3 separate regions of the Mus musculus genome follow, and all the other regions are linked to region 1. Evidence: chromatin contacts called from public promoter capture Hi-C data. All regions are on one chromosome and are shown on one strand. Each heading gives the region's core, a stretch centred on a gene start, on an enhancer-like site or on the middle of the called end of the contact. The rest is flanking DNA. Distances are from core to core; before and after follow the strand shown. Region 1 holds the start of Klhl15 (kelch-like 15). Region 2 holds the start of Pola1 (polymerase (DNA directed), alpha 1). Region 3 holds the start of Pcyt1b (phosphate cytidylyltransferase 1, choline, beta isoform).

Evidence for each region. Promoter capture Hi-C pulls out the DNA fragments that hold promoters and counts their contacts.
Region 2: a contact with region 1 is called in a promoter capture Hi-C map of erythroid cells, with 30 times the contacts expected there. The contact joins the promoter of Pola1 here to the promoter of Klhl15 in region 1. A contact is called at or near these places in 1 of 39 promoter capture datasets (erythroid cells) and 1 of 484 Hi-C or Micro-C datasets (uterus).
Region 3: a promoter capture Hi-C map of fetal liver shows a contact between it and region 1, with 4 times the contacts expected there. The contact joins the promoter of Pcyt1b here to the promoter of Klhl15 in region 1. A contact is called at or near these places in 2 of 39 promoter capture datasets (fetal liver and pre-B cells) and 1 of 9 other capture datasets (adipose tissue).

Annotation. Positions count from the first base shown.
Region 1 is chrX:94,232,464-94,237,610 of GRCm38.p6, forward strand. Klhl15 (kelch-like 15) reads left to right here and starts at 2,467. Exons shown (of 3, transcript NM_001039061.1): 1 at 2,467-2,957.
Region 2 is chrX:93,628,986-93,634,132 of GRCm38.p6, forward strand. Pola1 (polymerase (DNA directed), alpha 1) reads right to left here and starts at 3,170. Exons shown (of 37, transcript NM_008892.2): 1 at 3,084-3,170. The coding sequence starts at 3,126.
Region 3 is chrX:93,672,340-93,677,486 of GRCm38.p6, forward strand. It overlaps Pcyt1b (phosphate cytidylyltransferase 1, choline, beta isoform), which reads left to right and starts at 2,773. Exons shown (of 8, transcript NM_211138.1): 1 at 2,773-3,137. The coding sequence starts at 3,021.

The sequences.
Region 1 (5,147 bases), core at 1,217-3,716:
TAGGAAGGTGGAGCGATGCTCAGTGGTTAAGAGTATATGCTGTTCATGCAGAGGCTTAGTCTTAGTGTCCACATGGTGGCTCCATGTAACTTCAGTTCCAGGGGATATGATACCTTCTAACTTCGATGGACACCAGGCACACAGCAGGTGCACATACACACAAGCAGCCAAACACTCATACATATTGGCAAAAAAAAAAAAACCCCAAAAAACAAAAAACAACAACAACAAAAAACCAAACCAAAAAACCCACAAACAAACAAACAAACAAACAAACCCTTCACTTTCAGAAACAGGAAAGTCGTTTTGAAAAGATTTTGGGCAGAGCAACAGAAGAAAATGCCAGATGAGATCACATGACGCCAGAGAATGTGTATACTGATCAGAATACGTTGTGACACCACTCACTGTTATACATACCTATTACACCAGACAAACACGTCTGTTTTCCAAGTCAGAAACAGAAAGAAACCTCTAGACAGATCACTCACTTATGGTAATGTATAGCTTAAAATGCATGTCTGTTAGTTAATGTAAAAAAATTCAACTCTTTTAGCTATTTATGACATATAAAACATAAAATTCAGACATTGAATGTGTGCAATTGAAAGTTAATTTTATAGTTTAAGTTTTAAATGTGTTGTTTTAAGGTAATACATTCTGGGGTAATCAAGCAGTAATATACAAAGATAGCAAACTAGAATTTAAGATCTTGTTACTATCTTTTGTTTACTATCTTTTGTTTAAGTGTGTATGTGTGCAGGCATGACACATGTCAAGGTCAGAGAACAACTTGTGAGTGAAGAGAGTTCTCTCTTCCACTCTGTGGATCCTGAGGCTAGAACTCTTGTGGCAAGCACCCTTACCTGCTGAGCCAGCTCACCCACCCAACCAGCTAGGATTTAAAAATAACCAACACAAATAAAGGCATTAAAGGGGCTACTGGAAAAAACAGAATAGGTGAGACAAGTTTTGAACTTTCAGTGTTTAAGTCAGAAAAGAGATTATTTCCTATTTTCAAAATAATAATTATTTTTACAATGAAGTAGTGTACTTCAGCAAAACAGTACACGATGTGCTACTTTGGCCTCTTGGGAAATGTGGCATGTTAATCAAGTTTGTTAGAAAGAGATACTGATCACTTTTAGTCACAGTCTCTTGAAAAGTTCATCAGGATATTCATTTAGAGAGAAGTGGCGATGTGGGGGTGGGGGATGGGCTTCGGTGGTGGAGCTAGAGACAGGGGAAGCAAAGAGATCTGTTAAGATCAGAAATGGTTAACGGTTGTCTTAATTTTTAACTGGTCGTAGAACCAGTGGCTTCAACTGTGTATTTGTCATCTACAGCTCTCTTACAGAGATATATAATAAATTTACAAAAGTCTTACAGTGTATTTCCATTTTCTTAAATCAAGTAAGGGTAGTATTTAAAAGCCATGACCTAGAATTCTAGAGCAGATTTGTAAAACAAACAGACCCCTCCTCAAGGAACAACTGAAATTGGTGCCTTCTGTATATTCCTTCTTGCCTATTTTGATGCAAAACAAACCCGCTTTTTTAGCTCGTACTTTTCTACCTTTGGTGAAGATAATGCCATTTTCGATGACTCTTTCCATCTCTGGGAAATTTGCATGTGAAACATGTAATTTGCATGCGATAAGCTAAGTGGAACCGTGACGCAATGATTCATTGCAAATTGCCTTATAAAAAATGATTGCCATTTGGCGTCCACCTAGTCACTTTTATAACAGGTACCATTGGCAAAACTCCCCTCATCCGACGGTGTGCAAGATGCAAAAATGGAATTTTCCAGGTTTCCTAGCCCTCAACTTGCGCACTGTGTGTTCGCTGCAGCGCCACGGGGCCCACCTCCGGGCCAGGCGGAGTGACCCTGCTGCAGGGGTGGAAGTGCACGGCCGAGTCTCTCCAGCCTCGACGGCAGGGCTCTGAGGGTCAACCTCAGCGGATCCCTCCTGCAGAGCCCCTCTACCTCCTTTCTCTCTGGCCCCGGCCCCGCCGCGTCACCCCCCAACCCCACTACAGTAGCAGGCCCGCCTCTGGGGCAAGGCGCGCAGCTGGCGTGGGACAACCCTCCCTCTACCCGGTTCCCACACCGGCTCCCGTTCCGTGGCGCCGGAAGTGACGCGCCTGGGCTGAAAGATGGCGGCATTGGCGTTCAACCAGGGGGAAGGTAAACACCCGCCAGGCGGCGCGCCGGCCCCCACGGGGCGCCTTCAGGGGCTAAGGGGGCCTCCCAGGCCTGCTCCCTAACCCACGGCTTCCAGTCCCCGCCCTCTCTCGGGGACAGGCTCGGCTCTGCGTCCTCGAGACCCTGGCCCGGGCCCCTAGCCCGTGGGCCCCGCCCCCCTGGGCGGGCCCCGGGCGGCTCCCTCGGCCCGCAGGGGGCGCGAGGCCCGGAGCGGCCCCTGGCTCGTGGCCCTCTCACGCCCCGCCCCTTTCCCGCCCCTTTCCCGCTTTCCTCCACCCCCGGCGTGGGTGATCCCGAGGCTCCGCGCGCTTTGGGGGCAGAAACCCGGAGACGCCGTCGTGTATGTGGTTCCCGCTGGCGTTTCTGTTGCCCTCGGCCCCCTCAGCTGTCCCCCAGTTGGTGGTCCTGAGTCGCCTCTCCAGCCGAGCCCCGTGCAGTGCCGCGACATCCCCCGGTATTGGCGAGGCTGGGCCCCGGCCCCGACGCCGCGCGCGTCACGCCTAGCCCAACTGTTTGGACTCGCCACTCAACCGCTGTCTTCTTTCCCAGGACTGTTTCTCGGGGGGCCTCGGGCTTGCGAGCTCGCCCGGCGCCGGAGCGCTCCGGCCCGGCCAGGGAGCGGCCCCTTGTAGAGGTTCGAGGAGCTATCGCGGTCCATCCCGGCGCCCGACCCTCCCACCGTTCGGCCACTGGCCCACTTCTTCCTGATGCAGACTGCCGTCCACTAGAGGCTGGACAGGACCCCCGAGGTGCGTAGCCGCCCCTGGCCGCCGGCCTGCGGAGCCCAGGCTTTGCTCGCGGCCCCGAGGAAGGCACGGGTTCCGTGGCCCTCACCGCACTGGCCGCACTCAAACATTTTGTAGATGCTGGGAGCTAATTTGTCTTTTGAGTTTACTTAAATTGTTTGAAATGTAAATTTTTTTCTGGTGGGAGGGGGGAGAGAGAGAGAGAGAGAGAGAGAGAGAGAGAGAGAGAGGAGAAAAAAAGGAAGAAGCATAATTCAGCCATTTTTTGCAGCATAGAGCTGCAGGTACCATGATTATTTCCCCCTTAACCGGTTCCTTCCCTTTAAAAATCCTGTTTGTGCCTTAAATAGAACTATGCGAAATGTGCGGCATAATGCGTGCGGCATAATCAGAATGTCTGGGTCCGACTGGGCGACTGAGAAAATCTCGCACTGAGGAGATCTCGGACGGAGCCTCAGTTTCTTATCTATGCGGTGTAGTCGATAATAGCCACATCAGAGAGGTAGTGAGGACTATATGAGGTCATATATGTGAAAATAATCTATAGCTGTATAGTGGTGTAGGAAAATGTAAGGTCATTTTCTTTAGGTAACCTTTGCTTGAGTGGTTAATGTGGCTAACTGTTGCTGCCTCTTCATTTCTATATTATAAGTAAATAAGGACTAGCAGAACAGCGCAGTGATGGATAGCTGTTTAATAGTCAGTGTTCGTTGGCCTTCCCTCTACAAAATGCCAACTGCTTATTTAAATAACGGTATCCTTTAATTCAAATTTAATGTTACTGTAGGGCTTTTCATCTTTCTAGGCCTCTCAGCCCCCTTTCTTATTCAGAATATTTAACACCTTATATTTATTTAGTCTTTTTTATTTTTAAGAGGTTCACTTCCTTTGTCAATCTGATTTACTGTTGTCATTTTAAAAGCGTGTGTGTTTTTTAATTTCAGTGTTTGCTTTTCGTATCTACAGAACAGGATGACTGAATACTTCTAATCATTTGAAAATGGTTTTTCAAGAGCTTACACATGCATCCATGTTTCTCTAATGCTCAGTAGATCCAGCAATGTACAGGGAATTTCAACTTGTTAGCACTTCATGCAATATTTGAGGAATTCAGTTCTTGTTTTTAATCACAGCACTTAGTAGGTGCTTTGAGTCCCATTTCATCAGTGGTAAAGGATGTTAATACTCTTTACTACCTGTTAATTGGCAAGAAATAAGATAGTAAATATTTGTGGCTCGAAAATAGAATTTACTTTCTAGAGTTTCAAAACTGTAGAATGTTTTGGCTTATAATAGTCAATTAAAAGCGAAAGGAGCATTTTGGAGTATATTATTTTTAGTCTTCTTTTTTTTTCTGAGTAGATGTTAAAATTTTAATTCCCTGGTCTGATGCCAGTGGTCTTTCACAGTATGCTTGTGTATTTTTTAAAAAGACAGATTAGGTTGGAAAAGGAACAGCCAGCTTTAAAGTGACTGCTTTTATATTTTGGCTTTATCCCTTGTTCTGAAGATAATTTTCACAGATCACTACTTTACTGAGCATTTCTGAGTTTGACCTCTCTGCCTTGCTGTGGGTTATCATGGAGCCAAGGCTGACTTGACTGGCTTCATGGATGTTCAGAAGCCAGGCTTTAGACTTGGTTTAATGATGTGTGTAAACCAGCATCGCACAATATAAATAATGGTAGAATTTGTGCTAAGAATTGAAAATTTTTATTTTTCTTTATTTAGGACAACATATACCAACAAGTAGAAACATATCATGACAAGTCAAGAGAGATGGGAGAAAGGAAAAGATGTTATATTTTAGTTCCTTTAACAGTTTCCCCCTGATTTTAGCTCTGTCCCTGTGATGTTGGTGGCCTATGGTCAGGTTTGGGGACTGAATGTTACATGAGGACAATGACTCTTGACCTGGGTGGGGGATGTGCTGTAGATTAATTCGCTGTCAGACATTTCCTCAGAAGTAGAGTGCTATAGGCCATTTGGGCTTTTTTAAAATTAAAGAACAAAAGCTGGCCATTAGTGAGGGCTTGTTGAAATAGTGGTTTATTAGGAAGGGGTAGATCTCAGAAGACCCTAGCTCCATAATTTGATATCATAACCTTAGGCCAGTAACTTAATCTCATAGTTTGGATTTTTTCATCTTTAAATTGAAGTGGTTATAGAACATGGAAGTTTGTGAAGTAAATT
Region 2 (5,147 bases), core at 1,920-4,419, 600 kb before region 1:
TAAAAAGTTGCAGAAACCAAGGAAGAGACCTAAGCCACATTACAAAGAAATAAAAATGCAAAATCTATCCGGAAACTTAGACAAAGCCAGTGTGGAAGCTCATTTCCTTGTAAGAATACACAGCAAGTAGGACAATCTAAAGTCTAGATTCTAGACATTATGGAACAGATGCCCAATTTGGCCATTTTTAGTGGGTGACATGAGACTACCAGTCAGCTACCTTGTTTTATTTTAATTTTTTTTCTGAGACAGGTAACTAGGCTATCATTAAATTATAATCGTCCAACCCCAGCCTTCAACATGGTAGGACTGTAGGTATGTGCCTCAATGACAGGTTCACCTTGTTAAGTTGCCCAGTATTTGAAACAGAAATTCTTTCAGAGCCCATTTGACCTGCTACAGTGGGTGTTTCTGCAACTGAGTCTTTCTTCACAGATACTTTGTAGCTAGGCTATGAGCATGCAAAATAGTCTCTACCAATGACAAACAGGGGCTCAGATTTTAAATTGGAGACTAATGTTCCAAGGGAGTAGACCAGACCAGTACTAAGAAAGTTTGTGTTTAAAAAAAAAAAAAAAAGGCAACTGTTACAGAACTTTTTTTTGGGGGGGGAGGGGGTTGAGACAGGGTTTCTCTGCATAGCCATGGCTGTCCTGGAACTCACTTTGTAGACCAGGCTGGCCTTGAACTCAGAAATCCACCTGCCTCTGCCTCCCGAGTGCTGGGATTAAAGGCATGCGCCACCATGCCCGGCTGAGTCCAATAAATATATCTTAAGGTATAAGCTGTAACATCTGAATATTTTGCCATAGGTGACAATGACCTCTCTGGCTCAGTTCTCTGGCACAGCAGAAATCACCATTTCTGGCTAAGCAGCCCCCAGAGTGGCTTCCCAGTCCTACAGGATCTCTGCAAACTGCATAGTACCCTAATCAATTTCTTTTGTTTAAAGCAACTAGAGTTGGTTCCAGTAGTTGTAGTGGTTCCTGACTGAGCCTCTGAATGCCTTTTTTTGGTCATTAAATTCCCAATCTCTTTTCATACACTACTTGTAAGAGCTACTTATAGACCTTTTAAGACCCTTTTACACTCATGAAAAGGAGAAAATACATCTTCCCCATTAAGAATTAAATAAGAATGGCTATCTTATTATGTACTTAGCAATACAAGAGAAATTGGGTGTGCATGTGTGACTACAACTGTATGGGAAATGCATGTGCATGCATGTGCACGTGTGTGTGCACACACATGTGTGAGTTGTGTAAGGTTGTAGGATAATCAAACATATGCACATGCATACATTCCACACATGGCACCTAGTCAACACTTTGGTCTAGCTTCAGAAAGCAAAACTAAAGCAATTTCCTCAGGGAAGATTCCATGTGGTACTATATATGACTGTTTACTTTCTCCACTCATGAAGACAGAAGCCACACCATTCTACCCAGCATGCTAATGCCAGAGCCTGGCAGAATGCCTATGCCTTGTACTTGCATAATAAATGTTTGCTGAACAAACCAATATACCAGATTTTTTTATCATTAAAGCCTCCAATGACTTTCTATACACAATGGCAGCTAATTACACGCCTTGCTACATTTTGCTGACACTGTCCAGGTGTCCCACCTTCCAACATAAAAAGCCTGGAATTTTTTTTTAAAGCAATGTCTTTAACGCTGTGTGAATTAGCAAAAAAAAAAAAAAAAAAACAAAACAAAACAAAAAAAACAAACAAAAACAAACAACAACAAAAAAAAAAACACCACACACACACAGACACAAGACAATGGGGGAAAACACAAAGATTGAAATAATGTTTTCAAATCACCACTTGGGAGTACTTCTACCCTCCCCCAAAGCAGGCAGGGACAGTAACCTGAAGCGGTCTTCCACATAACAATCTTTTGGCATGCTTTAAAGAAAAATTCCAGTCACAAGTCCCCAGAAAATACTTAATCAACACTGTGACTTAAGAGGGGTCTCAAGATTGCACAGTATCCTCCAAAGAGTGATTTCTTGATGTGCACAGATGGCGTACAGTTTTTTAGGGTGAAAAAAGGACTTAGAAGCAAATGACTGATAGAGGCTGCAGACTGTTCATGTACTTACATCCCACAGCCCATTTGTAATCCAAGCTAGTCAACTCTCCAAAATAATTTGTCTGAGAGAGGAGAGAGAGAGAGAGAGAGAGAGAGAGAGAGAGAAACCTGTGATTTTAAAACTAGCTGAATGCAAAAGAAACTGATTACGAAGCAAGATCTCATTAATGGCAATGCACAGTGAATGGCAGGACATGTGACACTTGGTTAAGAAAGTATCTGATTTTAAGTTAGAACTGAAGTTAAGTCATACTTTAGCTGAACACCGTTTAAAATCAGAATCAGACAAGGCCATCTGCATTTTTGAACTCTACTTCTGGAAATAAAAAATTACTACTCACAAAATGCCTGATATATAGGGCATCCGAAATGCTACTCAACTGATACTTTTTTTCAAACCTCACCCAAAATGACTAGACCTGAACAGTATTTCTATGTAGCACTTGAAGAACTTCCCGTAGAACCTAAAAAAATCTTAACGAAATGCATCTATATCTGGTGACAGCACTTCCATCTCTCACTTCAATGACAATGCTAACAATTTTCCTGGGACTTCCTAGAAACGGAGGCACAGGCATGCTCCAAACCCTCAAACCGAGACCTGCCAAGGGAGCATAGAAACAGTTTCAGGCAGGAGAGAGCAATCCCTGCCGAGGCAGGTTGCCATGGAAGTTGTAACCCACACGTGCTTGCGACTCATCAAAGAAAATGAAAAGAGCCAACGACTGTGAAGCCTGTCATAAGAGAAAGAAACCGCTCAAGCCAAAATACCTTCAGCAAGTGACCCCATCAGGAAGCCCCGTCCCACACCCCTAGGGTCTCCGCCCAGAATGATTAAGGTTGGCGGTCAAACAGACCTAAGGGGCGGTCTAGGAGCGCGCCACCTTCTTAAGGATAAAAAGCAGAGACCTTCCGCTCCCCCTCGATCATACCGCGACCCCCACATTCCCAACCACGTGCCCTAAGCATGGGATCCTCCCTCACCGCTTGCCTCCAGTTTACAGTCCTCTTCGTGCATGGGCGCCATGGTCCGATAGTCTCTCTATTCCGCGCCAACCAGCCTGAAACTGGCGCGGAGGCCAAGATAGGCGCCAGTACGAAAGCCAATCAGCGGCCTGGAAGACTGCGGACTTCCGCCCGGAAGGCCACTGACGTGCGGCGCTGAGCCGCGCCCCGCCCCCGGCCTTCCCGCGGGAGTGCATTTGGCGCCCTGTGATGACCCCTGAGCGAAAAGCGGGAACCTCGGCGAGGACCGGGGAGACCTGGAGAAGGAGGCGGTCGGGAGCTGAAAAGAAACCTCCTAAAGGCACTGCGCAAGCGCATGCACGCTATTTTAACAATCCGTAGGACGCATGGGAAAAGGGGTTCTCTGGTCACGAGAGATATTTTCTGGGAAAAGAAGTGCGGGCGGGTATAAATTGTCTCTCAATTGCTGCCCTCCATCTCTGCCCCCGGCCCCAAAAGAGTGACTTCTTCGACAAATACAATCTGATTCTTGCCCTGTACCTTGTCTCTCTGAGTGTTATCCACCAAAACGTATTTCCCTCAAGCACATAGCTGAAGTGACAGCCTCCAAATGTAACAATCTTACTTCATGACTCACTCCTGATGTGATACAATTGAAAAAGTAACAAAATAACTTGTGTGTTTTGGATTTGTTTTATTTGCTTAGTTCTTTTAAGACAGTTGTTGACAAAAAATAACACTCACCTCAAAGCGGGTGAGGGAGGTTAATCAGTAAACTTTACTCTTGGGAGGCTGAGACAAGAGGGTGGTAACTTTGAGCCCAAAATGAACTTCTAAGTTTGAAGCCAAAGAAGTTCATGCCTCAAAAAGAATGAGAGTTGGATAGACAGAAAGAGAAGCAAAGAAAAAAAAAAGAGGGAAAGTTTAATGAACAAACATCAAAAGGAAATGGTAAATGAATGTTGTCTTAGGCTTTTACTGCTGTGAACAGACACCATGACCAAGGCAAGTCTTACAAAGGACAATATTTAATTGGGGCTGCCTTGCAGGTTCAGAGGTTCAGTCCATTATCATCAAGACAGGAGCATGGCAGCATACAGGCAGGCACAGTACAAGAGGAGCTAAGAGTTCTACATCTTCATCTGAATGTTGTTAACAGAATACTAAGTTCCAAACAGCTAGGAGTAGGGTCTTAAAGCCTCACAGTGACACACCTACTCCAACAAGGCCACACCTCCCTAGGCTAAGCAGATACAAACCGTCACACATGTGTACATACCTAATTGCAAAAAATATATCAAATATTTAGGCCTATAAAACCCATTCCCAAAATGTGTCTTTTGCAAAGATGATTGACTTATAAATGTTTTCTGTTTATAATGCTCTTTTTAATATTGGGAGGATTTAAAGTTCAGGTGGAGTCAGGCTTGGGATTTGAATTATATAACTTTTATATAACTTTGGACTACTTTCAGAGACCTGAGTTTCTTCTTTTATAAGTTGCTTCTACTTATCTAAGGAATTATTGTGAAATTTAGTTGAAATAATATCTGTACAATTCCATTAAGATATCATCATTTGGAGGCAGGCAGATTTCTGAGTTCGAGGCCAGCCTGGTCTATAGAGTGAGTTTCAGGACAGCCAGGACACAGGACACAGAGAAACCCTGTCTTGGAAAAAAAAAAAAAAAGATAACGTCATTTGGACCAGTGAGATGGCTCCAGGGCTATACAGAGAAACCCTGTCTCGGGGGGGGGGGGGGGGGGGGATGAAACATGGGCTTTCATTTGGGTGCATTTACAAAGGAAGAAAGACTGTTTCTGGGCTTTACCAAAAACAAAAAGGGGGACTCAGATATTTAACAAACTTCTAGACCATAAAATATATGTGGTATAAATAGGCAGTATTTAAACAAGGGGTACTTAAGTCATTTTTCTTCTCTTTTTTTCTCCCCCTTCTTGTTTTGTCTCTTCCTACAACACAAATTTTGGATGGTAGTTCTGTAACCATCCTGAGTCATGGGATGACTGGAAAGAAAAGTCACACGCTGAAATTGTGGTACAAAATGGTAAGAATATGGAT
Region 3 (5,147 bases), core at 1,523-4,022, 560 kb before region 1:
AGGGGAGGGAAAGGTATCTGCCCATTTTGAAACAGAAATGCAGAAAGCTGGGGGTGCAAGGCTGTGGTCCAGGCTCTGGGGGGAGGGGGCTTCAGGAACTCAATTAGCAAGCAAACCTCTTACCTTATGGTGAGCGTCTTATTCCAGAGAGGGAATTAGAGGACCATTTAAGAACCATACCATCAGCTCACTGACCCAGTATGCCCTGGGAGTTAGGTGCTTTCCAGTGTAAATATGTGACTCTAGCTCATGGTCCACACACAAACTTTATCGCGTGTGACAATACCTACTAAACCAGGAGTGGCTCTTAAAATCCCAGATTCCTAGGCTCCATTCTCATTTAGTAGGTCAGGGAGGAGTGAGAATGTCTGAAGAGTTGCCAGGATTGTTGGGCCGATCCTTGGGGCACAACTCTCTGAGAACCACTTCTTGGTGGGGGTGTGAGGGGATGGGGTGTGGGGGGATGTGGGAGGGACAGAGGGTGGATCCAGATGAAAAATATCAAGACTGACAATGGCACTCTCACAGTCCACTGCAGGTGAAAAGGGCCCTTTAAATAACAATGAAAATGTAAAAGCCCAAGTGAAGCTCTAGGACTTCAGAAGGACCATTCTAACCAGATAGTAAAAGTTCATTGCCATGTAGATTTGGGGACTGACCAAACTTATTTTTTGGAGTGGCTATTTTAATCTAGTTGTATGATGTCTTTGTGTATTCATTACAATAAAATGATTTTTAAAAAATTTTTTTAAAATGTAGTGCAGGGCTTGTTTCTTCCATGCTGATCATCTCAGTAGAGCAAAACCTGTGGCCTGAGTGTTTTGTGTTTCTAGAAGGGCAGGCAGAATAGGAAGGAGAGGACCCTTCTCAAGATGACAGGGTAGTAGCTGGGAGATTTGCATCACTGGAGTTCTTTTTTATTCAAAGAGCTTTTTAATTATGTGTATATTCATGTGTCCGTGGGGGTGGGTGTGTGTAGGTATATGTGTGTGATTATAGGTGCTTTTGGAGGCCAGAGACTTTGGAGCTCCCTGGAGCTGCACTTATAGGTGGTTGTGAGGTATCTAACATGAGCGGTGTGTGCTCTTAACCACTGAGCCATTTCTCTAGTCCCTAGAGTTCTCTTAAGCATAGGTGATAGTGTCAAGTGAGCTACGTCATCCTGACTTAAATCGACAACTTTGGTGGGGTTTTGTTTGTCTGTTTGTTTTAGTGTTTGTTGTTGTTTGTTTGTTTGTTGTTTTTTCAAGACAGGGTTTCTCTGTGTAGCCCTGGCTGTCCTGGAACTCACTCTGTAGACCAGGCTGGCCTTGAACTCAGAAATCCGCCTGCCTCTGCCTCCCGAGTGCTGGGATCAAAGGCGTGTGCCACCACGCCCGGCTAAGACTGGTATTTTTATTCCATCCTGTGAACCACTGTTTCTCAAGTTATGGTCCCCATACCTGCAGCATTAGAATTACCAAGAAGCTCACTAAAAATGCAAATGCAAGCCCCACCTCAAACCTGCAAAATTTGATTTTTGGATCTGTCATGGGACCTATAGTTTTCACTCCTAAGACATTGCTGGCTGGTGATTCTGTTGTTGTCCACTGCTGGTCTGTGGCCACACTTGGATAGAAACCGTAGTTAGAAACACAAAATGAAAGCTTTGGAAGCATAAGGATTTATTCGGCTTGAATGGATTCTTCCTTAGTTCCTTTTGTGCTACACTTGCTGTATCCCTCCCTGCTCCTCCTCCCTCTTCTTCAAATGCCAGCTCCATTGCTTATGAACTTTGAGACCCTACGCAATTACTCTAAGTTGCAATTTCCTTACTTAGAACGTGGGGATAATAATAGGATCTGCTTTGGGTTCTTATGAAGATTAAGGAAGATCTAAGTAAAGTACTTGGCACTGCACCTGTGCTTAACAAATACTAGTGATTTTATTTCTTACTAATATTAGACATGGCATTTCACTAGAACAAACACTTTTGCAAGTTCTTTCCTTGGAATGTGTGTCTTCAGACTCCTCTTACACTGATGTTTTAGGATAATGTAAACACTAAGGCACATCACTGTGGTTTTTTTTCCCTCAGATTTCCATGAGCACTTGGATAGGAGTCTAGGCCCTATACTATAGGATATAGGGATGTTAGATAAGTGTACTGTGGAACAGATGACAGTAAGACTAATGGGGAAAGGCTGGCTGAGGAAGAGAGGGCAGTTAGACCTGGGAGGCAGGCTGTCAAAGACAACCTACCTCCTTTAAACTTCCTCCTGGAGCAGCCCCAGGGATAGACAGAGTTACAACAGGCCTTAGGCATCTGTCAGTGTTCCTGTCTTATGCAGTCCAGAAGATGAACACTCGGATGCCCACAGTGAGTTGCCGGACAAGCCCTCAGAAGCCAGTGGGCAATTGACCTAGTGGTTTGGGGCTTTAAAGTGGCTCTGCCTTCAGAACGATTCCTATTTAGCAAATGTTCTGACTACAACTGCATTAAATGCTCATGCCAGGGAATGGTCCTTTATGCTCTTTTGCGACGCGTCTGGGGCACCTCAGGAAACAGCTTTATCTTATCTAAGAAGTGCAGGGAGTCCTTACCAGGCACTGACAGAGACCTTCACAAGTGAATTAAATGCAAAAAACAAAAGCAGCAAGTTCAGGCCCGGTGGGTAAGGCAGGCCAGCCAATGGGCCCCGGCCGCTCCCAGGTGGAGTGGTACTATGATGACAGTAACCAACCAGCGTGCTCCATGCAAATGAGGATACTGTATCCGCACCAGACGCTCCCGTGCTGTCTGGTTGTTATAGTGATAAACTGAGGCCCTGCCTCTGGGCTTCTCCGAGAAAGAAAAGGGTGGTGTGTGCGTTGGGGGTGGGGGTGGGGGTAACCTCTTTACTTCCCCCCAGGGAAGACAAAAAAGAAGGGAAGAAGAAGGGGGATGGGTAGGGAAGAGAAAAATACGTGACAAAGAAAACATTCTTTGCCTGGGAGGAGACTCCCAGAGGGTGTAGAGCTGGAGGGAGCATTCACTGGCCATGCCAGTACTTACCACTGATGCTGAGTCAGAAACAGGTATCCCAAAATCCCTTTCCAATGAGCCTCCCTCAGAAACCATGGAGGAAATAGAGCACACATGCCCACAGCCTCGACTGGTAAGTAAAGACAAAGGATGGAAATGTATGCGTGGCTATGGCACAAAAGAGTTCCTTCTGTGCCCGCAGCCAGCGAGGAAAAAAAAAATGCTTACAGGATTTTCATGTAAATGAGAATGGAGCTGCAGCCTAATCCTTCTCAGCTGTTTATACTTAGCTCCTATACCGGACACTGTTCTCAGCTTACAAAGCATTATTGTATTGGCTGGGTAGGAAACGGGCTGCTGGGGATATGTTGTGCTTTTTTGTGCTTTGGGAGAAGAAAGAATGACCTCCCCCCCCCCTCCCTTTTAGGTGCATTGTCACAGTTTTAAAATGGTTTTCTTCTTCACAAACCTTGGACTGCTTCCCCGGTGAAGTTCTAAATTCTAGCTCAGGAACGATTTCTTTCTTTCTTTCGTTCTTTCTTTCTCTCTCTTTCTTTCATACCTAATGGCAAACGAAAACTATATGAAAACAAAACACCCTCATTCCTCTGATATATACCTTGAGGTTGCATGTAGAAAGAACGTGCGTTGAAAAGGAAGCGTGAACCTTTTTAGGACGATACTGAAGATTTCTAGTCAGGCAATGGCAACCTGGAGATGCTACGTTTATTTAGAATGGGGATGCATGCCTTTAAGAATGAAAGTACAGAAACAGGGCTAGAGCTTTCTTCTCTCTCAGTAACTGTGTCTCTATTGAGCAGCTTCTTTCACACTTGTTCTATTCTTTAGGTAAATGGGGAAGTTTCTTCTCAACCACTTCAGCAAACCTGGCCTCAAGGAATTAAAAAAAAAATAAAAAAGTCAAATAAATTGTAGGTTTCTTGAAGCTTGAAATCCTATACAACCTGGGGATACTGCTCTTTGAACCCCCAAATCCAAGACACAGACTAGAGTTATCCTTTCTTCAAGGATTTCTTCCAAGTTAAAACGTAAAGTGTTTTGATTGGCTGTGCAGTTTGACAGTAGGGAGACTTTTTTTTTTTTTAAAGAGGTTTGTTGTTGTTTTTGTTTTGGGGTTTTTTTTGGTGTAGAATTTTATATGAGCCCCCACATAATCTGGACTTACAGATTTCAATGCTAATCCACTATTGAACTGTTATTTCTTAATAAGGGTTTGAAGGCAGGCTTGGATCAACTTTCTGAAATCAGATAACCAGCGGGGAGTTATATTAGAGCAGTTTCTATGTTTTGAGGCATGTTTTTAGGGTATTTCAATATTAACTACTTCTTAGCCCATTAGCCAGTGACTGTGTGACATAAGTCATGTGGCCTCTGTGCACTTCTGTCATATAAATTTTTCTGATAAGTTGGTTATTTAAAAATTCCTCTGGGCCACTAAACAACTCATGGTTTAATAGTGGAAAAAACTGACCGCTAAAAGTGAATCACAAAATCTCCCAGAATATACATTTTAAATAAGTGCAATATACAAACTTGAAAACATACCCCTTTGGATAAAGAGTTTAGGCAGCAGAGAGAAAGGCAGTATCCAGCCCCAGTTTAATATATTTTCTTTCCCTCTCACCATTTAGCTGTTCCACTCCTTGCCTAGTTGGCCTGAGAGGGGTGTGCACAGGTAATCCCGGAAGGGACTAAGTTCAGTTCATTCTTTTGCTTTGAGCTTCTCTCAGGTAGTAACTGACCAGAGCCAAACCCAGCAGTGCCTCACCTTCTCCTTCCACACATGTGCAGAAATAAGGGATTGACAGAATTCCTTCAGAGAAACTAACTCCCTAAAGATCGCTTTGAAGGGCCACAGGTAGGCACTAAACTCAGAGGGGTATACCTGAAAAGTATGATCTCGTGCCTGTAGAATTTGTTCTTCAAGTGAGATGCAGTCTCTTCCTATCTTTTTGCGGGGCTGGGGCTACACAAGCACCACAGAGGTAAGAGAGGTGTGTTCCAAAATGGAATTGTTGAAATAATTGCTTTGATATACTTTGATAAAAGGTTTCTGTGGGCTGCTGAAATTGGCTATTTAAGTACCTGCTTAAACTAGATTTTGTGAAGCATCTTTTTTGTT